2 separate regions of the Mus musculus genome follow, and region 1 is linked to region 2. A link is a contact called in public promoter capture Hi-C data. All regions are on one chromosome and are shown on one strand. The core of a region is the stretch at or near the end of the contact, and the rest is flanking DNA. Distances in the headings are between cores, read along the strand shown.

Region 1 (5,051 bases), core at 2,204-4,703, 480 kb after region 2:
GGGGAAGATGCACAAAAAAATTGGTTGTCCAGTACCAAATAGTCGGCTACGAAAATATGCATACACCAGGCAGTGGTGGCGCACAGCTTTAATCCCAGCACTTGGGAGGCAGAGGCAGGCGGATTTCTGAGTTCGAGGCCAGCCTGGTCTACAGAGTGAGTTCCAGGACAACCAGGGCTACACAGATAAACCCTGTCTCAAAAAAAAAAACCAAAATACAAAAACATAAATAGAAAAAAAAAAGAAAATATGCATACAAGTAACATTGTACAGACTGAGAAGGTTATATTTAGGAATATATTATTAGAATAATAATTAGGGATAATACATTATCATGCTAAATATTGTTCTCTCTCTCTCTCTCTCTCTATATATATATATATATATATATATATATATATATATTATCACACACACACACTTATTTCTCACATATCCTCCCATCTGTGTAATACTGTATACTGTGTTACTCTTTCCCTGGCTCTTTATCCAAATAATTTGATGATAAAAGTAAGCTTCATCTATTGTACACACTGTAGCTTATGTAAGGATTTCAGGATGGAATGTGTGGCACCTCATATGGAAATCTAACTTGGTGTGCTCTTTGTGTCTGTTAGTAAAGAAAACACCTGTTCCTGATTCACAGGAAGTCACTAGGAGCTGGATAAACCGTGCTTCCTGGGCCTGTCCCCTCGGTGACCCCAGTGGTACTGTTTCTTCCTCTGGAGAAGAGATACACAGAGGATACTGTGTCCCTGAATCATGGCTGTTTGAACAATTCTTTTACCATAAGTGCCAGGGCTATTCTAACCTTTAGGACCTTCTGCACTATAGATGGATGTGATTCATGTTATATTTTTGTTACTGTTAAGAGACAGTATCTTTTTATATTAAATCTTCCTATTTATTACTCCTATTATTTTTCTCATTTATTTGTGTGTTTTATGAGTTTGATCATTTCTTTGCAAAAGTTTTGTATATCTGTATGTTTAGACTTATCCCCATTCTTTTTCTCATTGTTGATTCACACACACAATTGGACTCATCTTCCTGAGCATATTCTTTATAGAGATGAGCATAGTTTTCTTAGACTTCCTGCTCATTTACAGTAAACTTACATTTTCCTCGAAATGCCTGTTGGGGTGCTGCTGTCTCTCCAGTGACATATTAAAAACTCTTCAAGTTAATTGGTTCTTCCATATGAAAGCCCCAGCCATTTACCATTTTCCTTTTGTTTACTTTTTCTTTCTTCTGATGGCAGAATATCTGAGTTTTAATGAATCACAAATGTTAATGTTGTGTGTCTTCTGTCACTGCGTTTGCTTTTAATGCTGGGCTAAATAACGTTTACTATCCAGTGCCTCCTAATTATTTTTTATTTGCTTTTTAACCCATCTGTAATTTGTTTTGGTGTTTGCTGTGGTTGGCCATGTCAGTTTTATTTCTTTCTTCCTCAGAAGTTAGGTAAACATTGAGTGTTATTTTACTATTCTTTGACTACTTAGTTATGAACTTCTGTCTGCAGCCATCATCTTCATTCTCGTTAACTGGGAAGTTAATGAGTCTTGGAAATTTAGTCAATCAATTCATCACATTTAAAACTCAAGGACACTTTGCCCTAAGGTGTACTGGCTTCTGGCAAATGTTTCCAGCAGAGAGCTCAAAGTACACCCTGTTTGGTGCCCTGCTGAGTATGGAGTCCTACAGGTGGATGATAGTCCTACAAGGGGACTTTGGAAACACGGTGTCACTTAGAATTTTCTTTTGAAGGGACATAAGTCTCAATTTCTGGCAAGGTTTTTGGTGTGTGTGTGTGTGTGTGTGTGTGTGTGTGTGTGTGTGTGTGTGTGTTTTAACAAGAAGTAAATAAAATACGGGGGAAAAAAGAAAAGAAAATCTGAGGTCCTCATGTCATGAAAGCGCATAGAAGAGGTAATATAGGTCTCATATATGTCATCAGCTGAGAGTTTTGTCATTATGGAAAATTACACACAGAGAGGAGCAATGCCCCAGGAATTCATCTCTTACCTTCCACAATTCCCAGTTCATTTCATGTCTAATTCTTCCCGTTTTGACCCCACCCTTCAATCGTGGGTTACTTGGAAGCAAATCCTAACTATTCTAGCCTTGCAAATATTAGCACTTTACTACCACGCAAAGGTGAAAACCCTTGGCAACAAGAAGCACTCAGTGAGTACCCAAGCTGATGGAAACTTGCTTTCTTGTTCTGCTGAAAGTGCAGAGTGTGGACAAACTTTCAGCCTGACCTTCAGTTGTGTCTTGGCTCTCAACCCGCCTCTCAAACCCCTCCACCTCTTACCCATCCCAAAGACATTTCCTCAGACAGGAAAGAACTCCTCATCCGTTTGTGAATTGTTATCAGAATGTTAACGAACTAGAAGCCAGGAAATAAATTAACTGCTCTAATTCTCCTTCGGGGTAAATAACCTTGAGGTTGGGTCATCTGAGACCATAGAACATCCAAGCCTTGACTACAGCACTGTACCAGAGACTTCTCTTCTTGAAAAACCTTACTACGTGAGCATTTTCTTTTGCTTTCTTCTTGGGATGCAACATCTTCTTCACAGGGATGCTTTAGCACTGTGCCTTGCAGATCTGTCCCCTTCTCCCCCGCCCCCTCCCCTTTCTTCTCCTGCTTCAACTCTTCATTTACCTCTTCTCCTTCCCCCTCCCCCTCTCCCCCTGCTCTCTCCCTCTCTCTTCTTCCTCTACTTCTTCCTCCCTCTCCTTTTCCCTTCCCTTTCTCCCCTCCCCCCATTCCTTCTTTCTAGGTAGGCTCTTATAGCCCAGGCTGGCCTTGAACTTGTATGAAGCAAGGATGGCCTCCGATTTCTTTGGTTCTTGTCTTCACCTCCCAGGTGCTGGAATTAGCAGTTGCCCCGGCTTTCAGAATACCCCTTTTAACTTTAGAGGCCCGGGCAGCAGTACTAATAACTAGTTCAGACCAAGAATGCCGTTTAAAGACTGTTTCTTCCAACCTTAGCTTCACTGACTCTGCTGTGAGTTCCATCCTTGAGAGCTGAATCAGAGCTCCCAGATCCTGCCTGCAAACTCAAAACAGAGAGAGGCCTTTTGGCAACCACAACCAGAGCTCAGGATAACCAACAAGCAAACAACTCCTAAAGCCCATGTAGCTGGCCGATTTTGATTGTTAAACGCTGCATTCTTTGGGGAGCAAATTACTCCTCTCCCTATAGGGGGAACTCTTAAAAGAAACCGCTTTCCTGAAAGGGGCCAACTGGGCGGTGTCCTCCTTTCCCAACGCCCCTTTGCTATTCTTAGTGGCGGGGTGGCGGCTTTCGCTTTTCCCCGGCGGAGTTCCCAGCGGCGCGATGCGGCTGGGCAGGCCGGGCTGAGACTGGGCAGGGGCGGTCGCCGTCACCGTCTGGGCGCGGCTGGGGACCGAGGGCTGGGCCTGCAGCGGAGGCGGCCGAGCAGCTCTGAGAGCAGGAGCCGTCCCAGCTCGCCGCAGTCCCCGCCGGCTGCACCATGGCCAGTGGCGCCTGTCAGGGCTGCGAAGAGGAAGAGGAGGAGGAGGCTCTGAAGAAGTTGATAGTCAGGCTGAATAATGTCCAGGAAGGCAAGCAGATCGAGACGTTGCTTCAGCTCCTGGAGGACATGCTGGTGTTCACCTACTCGGACCGCGGTAATGCCTGCAGCCCCTCCCTCCTCTGCAAACTTTATCCTGCACTTGAGTCTTAATCTTGGGCACCCCACTCCTTTCCTTCAGGGAGGAAGGAGCTGAGATCCCTGGAAGATTGAAAGGATGCCAGGATGCCGTGGTTTGTGACTTTGTTTTCATCCCCCATTTGCCCCCTTCTTTTCCAGCCTCCAAGTTATTTGAAGATAAAAATTTCCACGTGCCTCTGTTGATTGTCCTGGACTCCTACATGAGAGTTGCCAGTGTACAGCAGGTAAGCGGGCCTTCCCATCTGTTCCTGAAGACTGTTCTGTGATAGGCCTTATGTCCCGGGGTCTTGAGATTTGCTTTAAGAGGGGAAATCTTGTCAAATGTTGGCAGAGGAGAAGCACCTTTGACATTATCTGGGTGGTGGTAGCAGCAAAATGAAAACAGGGCTCTTATTGGCAAGGTGAGTCCGTTAACCTTTCAAACTATTCTAAGAATGCTCCTTAATATACAGCGAGTTTCTGGTAGAGCAGTGCAGTGAATATTTCCAGCAAGGGAGGGTAATTAAAAAAACAGTAATAAAACAGTCAAGTCTAGGGTCAGTTTGCTTTTATACTTTTAAATTAGAAGACACATTTCAAGGATTCTTCCTGCAGTGTATATCACCCAGTATCTAAAGAAAGTGATGTTTCCCGAATGCCCCCTCGCCTGCCGTGTTTACATTTCTACTTTGCGGCTGTTATCATACAAAGTGGATACAAAAGTAGAACTTCTGTCTGGATCTGTGTCACAGGAAGTCCAGAAGTAGGCTATGTAATTAACTGTGATTTTAAAGCAGACTCGGATAAGTAAGAATGGCTTTCAGTCAGGACAGAATTACTTCTGAAGGTGCTAACTTCCTTTAGAGGTTTGCGATCTGGGGAACTGAAATCAGTTTTGTCATCCAAATACTGAGAGTTATTTGTCGGGGAACTCTGGAGGCACGGGAAGAATAGAATACTCCTTCATAGTCATTCTAGAGACTAAACTTTTCTTAGTCTCCAAGTTCTCTCTCTCTCTCTCTCTCTCTCTCTCTCTCTCTCTCTCTCTCTCTCTCTCCTCCTCCTCCTCCTCCTCCTCTCCTGCCTCCTCCTCTTTCTCCCTCTGTTCCCACCCTGTCAAGTTCTCACAGTATAACCCAGACTACTTAGAACTTGCCATTTTCCTGCCTCTGGCTCCCCAGTGCTATAATTATAGGTATATGTCACCATACCTGGCTCTAATTTTCTTTTAGAAAAGCATACTTTTATCTGCAGTAAATATTTTTATTTTTCCAATTGTGAAACTTTCCTATCTGACTAGTCATTTTCAGGTTGTTATCAGACAAAAATCAAGAGGAAGATGGAGGTATGATAAAGATACT
Region 2 (5,164 bases), core at 1,553-4,052:
CTTATGAAAACATGTTATCTGGTACATGTAATATTGTTTGAAATACACATGAGTGAGACAGGAGCCTAGCTCAGTGTCAGAACGCTACCCATTGCTAGCATAATAAGGCATTGGGTATACTTCTCAACAGTTAGAGAGAAAGAAAGAGAGGGAGGGAGAAAGAGGGAGAGAAAGGGAGGGAGGGAAAAACTTATACTTTTAAAATTTTAAAATTTAAGATGTTAAAATTAAATAATATTTTATGACGATACAAGTAAGCCTTGTTAAACCCATATCACTCTTGAGAACACCAAAAATAACCAAAACCAAACACAACGTGTATAATTATACTGTTTTGAACTGGCTTAGTTTCCCAGATTTTGTCTTTTGAATGAAGAATCTACTAATTTACACTGAGCTCAATGTTTCAAACAAACAAACAAAAAAAATAAATAAATAAATCAGGACACGGCACACATAGCAAATACCAAGTAGGAATAGAGGTCCTAAATTAGTTTAGATTTTTTTTCCTTCGGATTGCTTCTGTGATTGAGAAAGAAACAATGATAATTCTTGATGCTTTAAAGGGAACGCCATTCTGCTTGGAAATTAAAATATATTTAAAAATACTCCTCTCTATCTTGCCAAACCATTGGTATTGTATTTCAGATGTCCTCACCCCCAATTTATACCATACTCAACATTGTGAAGCCACTATAAGACACTACGATTTTACATAACTGGGCTAATTATTCGACTGTTGAAGATCGGTACCATTTAAAAATAGCACCGCGGTGCTCCTTCCTACTCCTGTCCTCGCTAATCTTAGTTTTTACTCCTCTCCTAGGCAAAATTTAATTATCTCTGTCAAAATTATGTCCTCAGCCAAAGTTAAAAGTAAAGGCCATTTCGTGAGACACTCCTCTACATTTCCTCATCTGCACACCACTCTCATTGATCAGTCTTGCAAAAGTGTCTGAACTGTTTTTTTCTTTGAAAGCAGTTCTCGCCCCCTCCCCATCCCCCAACACAAAAGAACGACAAAGGATACTCCAACATCTCCCTCTCAATCCAAAGAAGTTTACTCTCAGTTCCTAAAAGTGCATGGACTTCACAATGTGCAGAACCCTTCACCAAGTTAGTACTTAAGTTTTAAGAAAAAGCCTTTGAGCTCATTCATTACAGTCACACTAGAGTAACAGAGGCTATGAAGACCGCTTACTTAAAAAAGAATAGACATTTTATTCTCATGAAACTTCAGAGAAGTTTGGACTCTTTCATTCTCTCCTGGCTGGCGATTTAAAGGGCTCATGTATTTTAGCATGATTTAGCTACGGGGACGGCGGGTGGGGGTGGAGCGGGGGGCACGGGGACTGTAAAATGCTCAGAAAGTGGGTCTGTCAACAAGACAACAGATGGTATCTGGCAGTGCAGTGGCTGCCTGAACAGTCTCACATTTCACCCGTTGCTTTAATGCCTGTCTTACCTTATGTCCTCTGTAGAAGGCAATTTCTTCTACATTGGCTATGATTCGGGAGTGGACATACCGCAGGTAGCCTTTCCTGTGGGCTTCTTCAGCCACCAGCGAACCAAATTTGGGCGAGCAAGCTTTCAGTACTTTAGCAGTGGCATACACGACAAGTCCTGCTAACAGGGTGGGCCCTATAGGGCTTGCTCCTCTGGATGTAGCTGTCCGGATGAGAGTATAGGAGGTTAGAATGACATCTAAAATAGGTTTGGTAAGGTTGGAATACAGGTGAGCCACAGATTGCGAGAACATCATAATGTCTTCGGTAAGAGACTGGTCAGGGTTTGCCAGCCTCCCATCCATATTTATCACCTTATAATAAGTCTGATTTGCGAAATAGGTCTCATAGGCATGGTCTACTAAGCGAGTTCTAAAGGCCAATGCCAGTTTGCATTCCAGGTACCTGATAGCACTGTTGACAAAGGTAGCAGGGATAGCAATCATAAGCCACTTGATTAATTTGATGATGAAAGTCCGAGGCTTCTTTTCCACGATGCTTTTCACGATTTTCCCATCCAGACCAGCCACATAAATAGAGAGAAATGTTCTTGAGATTAGAGCCACCGAGTGGAGGCAGAGCCACCCCGTTTCAGTGGTCACAAGTTTTGGAAAGAGGATTTTCCGAAGTTCTAGTAGCTGTTTGAAAAAAGCTGCATTTAGTCCCGGCGCAGGTTTTTTACAGATGATCTCCGTGCAATGCAGTATTTCTCTGTTCTCTGCAGGCGAGTAAGCTTCTGCTTTTGCCTTCCTGTGGCCAGGCTGCTTTAAACGCTTGCCAATGATGGGATAGAGGGTTTTCAGAGCATATGCCGCAGCCACCAGGCAGGCAGCCCTTTTAGCAGCACCGGATCTGGTCCATTTCACCCGATAGGCTGCTGCATTTAGCATGTGTATCATTTTTCCAGCTACACAAATGGGTTTCTTTGAAAAGAATTCGTTTTAAAAGCTCATGCTCCGCGGAAAGCCCAGCAAAGGTTTCAGAAGACCCCACAGCCTCCCATGCTCTGCAGCTTGTCTCCTTTACTCTTATTTTGTTCTTCAGTGACGGATGCAGCAAAGCACAAACTCCACCGCATCCTCCGGGGGCGAGTCCCTCAGCAGCCAGAGCTGGCCAGGCTCCACCCACAGGCGTCTCATTGGCTGCGTGGGCGGTGAGACCCTGGACTCCTGGCCTCTTCCCTTTGAACCTTAAAAACGAAGAGAGAGCCAAAACAAATCCTATACTTAAACAGGAGTTCAGAGAGTTAAATATCTATTTCTGGAGAGGTCGAATGAGGTCAGCTGCTGGAGAACAAACCTTCCCTTAGAGCTACTGAGCATGCTCAGCGGCACTTAGAAACCCTCAGAAGTTTCAGAATATACATCCCGTCTCTAAGATTTCTACAAAGGGGAAGGCAGAGGGAAGGAAGGATTGCAGCAGCTTTAATGAGCCCAGAGAGAAAGAAACAGCGAGAGGAGGGAGGAGCCTCAAGAGGATTAACGGAACCGGCCCAGGGAAAGGAGTCAGACAAGAGAGTGATAACAGCGAGAGGCATAAGACAAAATAGCAAACATGTATCCTTGAGAATGTTTTGTTCAGAAGATGTTGTCCCCCCCCCCCCTCACTCCCGCCCTTCGCCCTTGTTTCGACTCTCCCCAGATATTCACAGAAACTATTAGATTGGCTGCTATTGTAAATAAGCTGGAGGCGAGCTTGGGTATTACAGAAAACAGTCACTCAGAGCTACACCCAGAGTTCTTCCCCAAGATCCCTTGGTACTAACTTGTCCTGATAATAAAGTTCTTTCTGCTCCACGATTATGTTTAGCAATGTTATCTGACACATTAATATTTGCTTACGAAGTGACTTAAAAATCTCCCTTGTGTTTTGTTTGTTTGTTTGTTTGTTTTTGTTTGGAGGTAATTTAAGAATTTTATCAGCTGGGAAATCGAACTGGGATCCTATGATGGAAAACAATTTTTAGGAAGCATTTCTTCAAGACTTTTTTTTTTTTTCTTCATGTTTTTCTTTAGGCTCAGAGATAATCTGCTGGCTTCTTCCTATGAACATTTTTGCTGTTTGACAACAATCAAGAAAGTTTAAAAATTATTCACATTCCCAGTGGAAGGCATAAGGATCAATAGTCAAGCAAAACTTTGTATAATTTTTAATAAATTGAAGGTCTTTTTTTGAAGGCAAGGCAAAGGTGATTTTGCATGATAGAGCCTTTCTCTGCTCCTCTCTTCTGTCTTTCCAACGACTGGCTTATCCTGAAGGTGTGCATTTAAGCCAGAGCCCAGCACAGTTAGGTAGAACGGCTTATTTTAACCTGCTAGTGTTATTTGACCCTTAAGCTAAGCATCATTTTATACTTGGGCCTTATTATGCACAGACTCTCCCTTTTGATCCTCCATAGTAGTTCCAGGGCAGGAGTGCACTTTGACACCCCCACATCTGTCCTGATTTAAAGAAGTGAAAGATAGCTACATGGTGATTGTCACATCACAACGGGTCACTTGTGTGTTCGTTACTAGTCCTCTCTGTGCTTCAGCTTTGCCTTCTATCTGTAAAATGGAAACGATGCTATTCTGGGAAGTGGGTGTAGACATTAAATAAAATAGTCAGTTGTTTAAAAAAAAACATTGTATATAGAAGTCTGCAAACCTCCCTGCTAGAATATGTGCCCCAATGTCTTGTGATCGTTATTGTTCATTAGACATGAGTCAAAGAATTGCCTTTACCAAGAATGATTTTTAAAAAACAGTATTCTTTTGAGCTCTTTGGCATACATATATTAAATCTAAGAATTGTTTGTTATCCAGAGGTCTTTTATTTGCATCCAACTTAACAGATGTACCAACATACAAATGACACATATCTTTGGTATTTGGTCATATTAGCACACTCAAGCAATGCTGATAAGACTCCCTGGGCTGCCAATTAATACATCTACAGCAGCGCATCTCTTGCATCTAGGGTCCAGGAAACATCAGGGTAGAGTGGTGGGAAGACTGGAAGAGCCAGAGGACCAGAAAATCTGCTGTGAAAGTATGTCTCCTAGAAATAGCAGGGGAGCTTCACCTAGGATCCTTTTAACTGCATAGCTGCTTAAACAGGACCAGGACCAACACAACACCAGAAGACATGGAAATATGGAAGTGGAACTCTTTTTTTTAATTGGATATTTTATTTATCTACATTTCAAATGTTATCCCCTTTCCCAATTTCCCCCCAGAATCTCCCTATCCCATCCCTTCTCTAACTGTTTCTATGAGGGTGTGTCTCCACCCACCCACTCCCGCCTCAAATTCCCCTACACTGGGAACTCCAGCTAACACAGGACCAAGGGCCTCTTCTCCCATTGATGCCCACCAAGGCAGTCCTCTGCTACATATGTGGCTGGAGCCATGGGTCCCTCATGTGTACTCCTTGATTGGTGGTTTAGTCCCTGGTTGATTTTGTTGTTCTTCCTATGGAGTTGCAAACCCCTTCATCTCCTTCAGTCCTTTCTCTAACTCCTCCATTGGGGACCCAGTGGTCAGTTTAATGGTTGGCTGTGAGCATCCACCTTTGTATATGTCAGGCTCTGGCAGAGCCTCTCAGGAAACAGTTATATCAGGATCCTGTCAGCAAGCACTTGTTGGTATCCACAATAGTGTCTGCGTTTGGTGACTGTA

The links. Promoter capture Hi-C pulls out the DNA fragments that hold promoters and counts their contacts.
Region 1: a promoter capture Hi-C map of hippocampal neurons shows a contact between it and region 2, with 2.6 times the contacts expected there. The contact joins the promoter of Lrrk2 here to the promoter of Abcd2 in region 2. A contact is called at or near these places in 2 of 39 promoter capture datasets (hippocampal neurons and neutrophils), 1 of 484 Hi-C or Micro-C datasets (brown adipocytes) and 3 of 9 other capture datasets (adipose tissue, liver and pancreatic islet).

What each region holds. Positions count from the first base shown.
Region 1 is chr15:91,669,771-91,674,821 of GRCm38.p6, forward strand. Lrrk2 (leucine-rich repeat kinase 2) reads left to right here and starts at 3,454. Exons shown (of 51, transcript NM_025730.3): 1 at 3,454-3,667; 2 at 3,850-3,935. The coding sequence starts at 3,511.
Region 2 is chr15:91,189,205-91,194,368 of GRCm38.p6, forward strand. It overlaps Abcd2 (ATP-binding cassette, sub-family D (ALD), member 2), which reads right to left and starts at 2,803. Exons shown (of 10, transcript NM_011994.3): 1 at 1,466-2,803. The coding sequence starts at 2,404.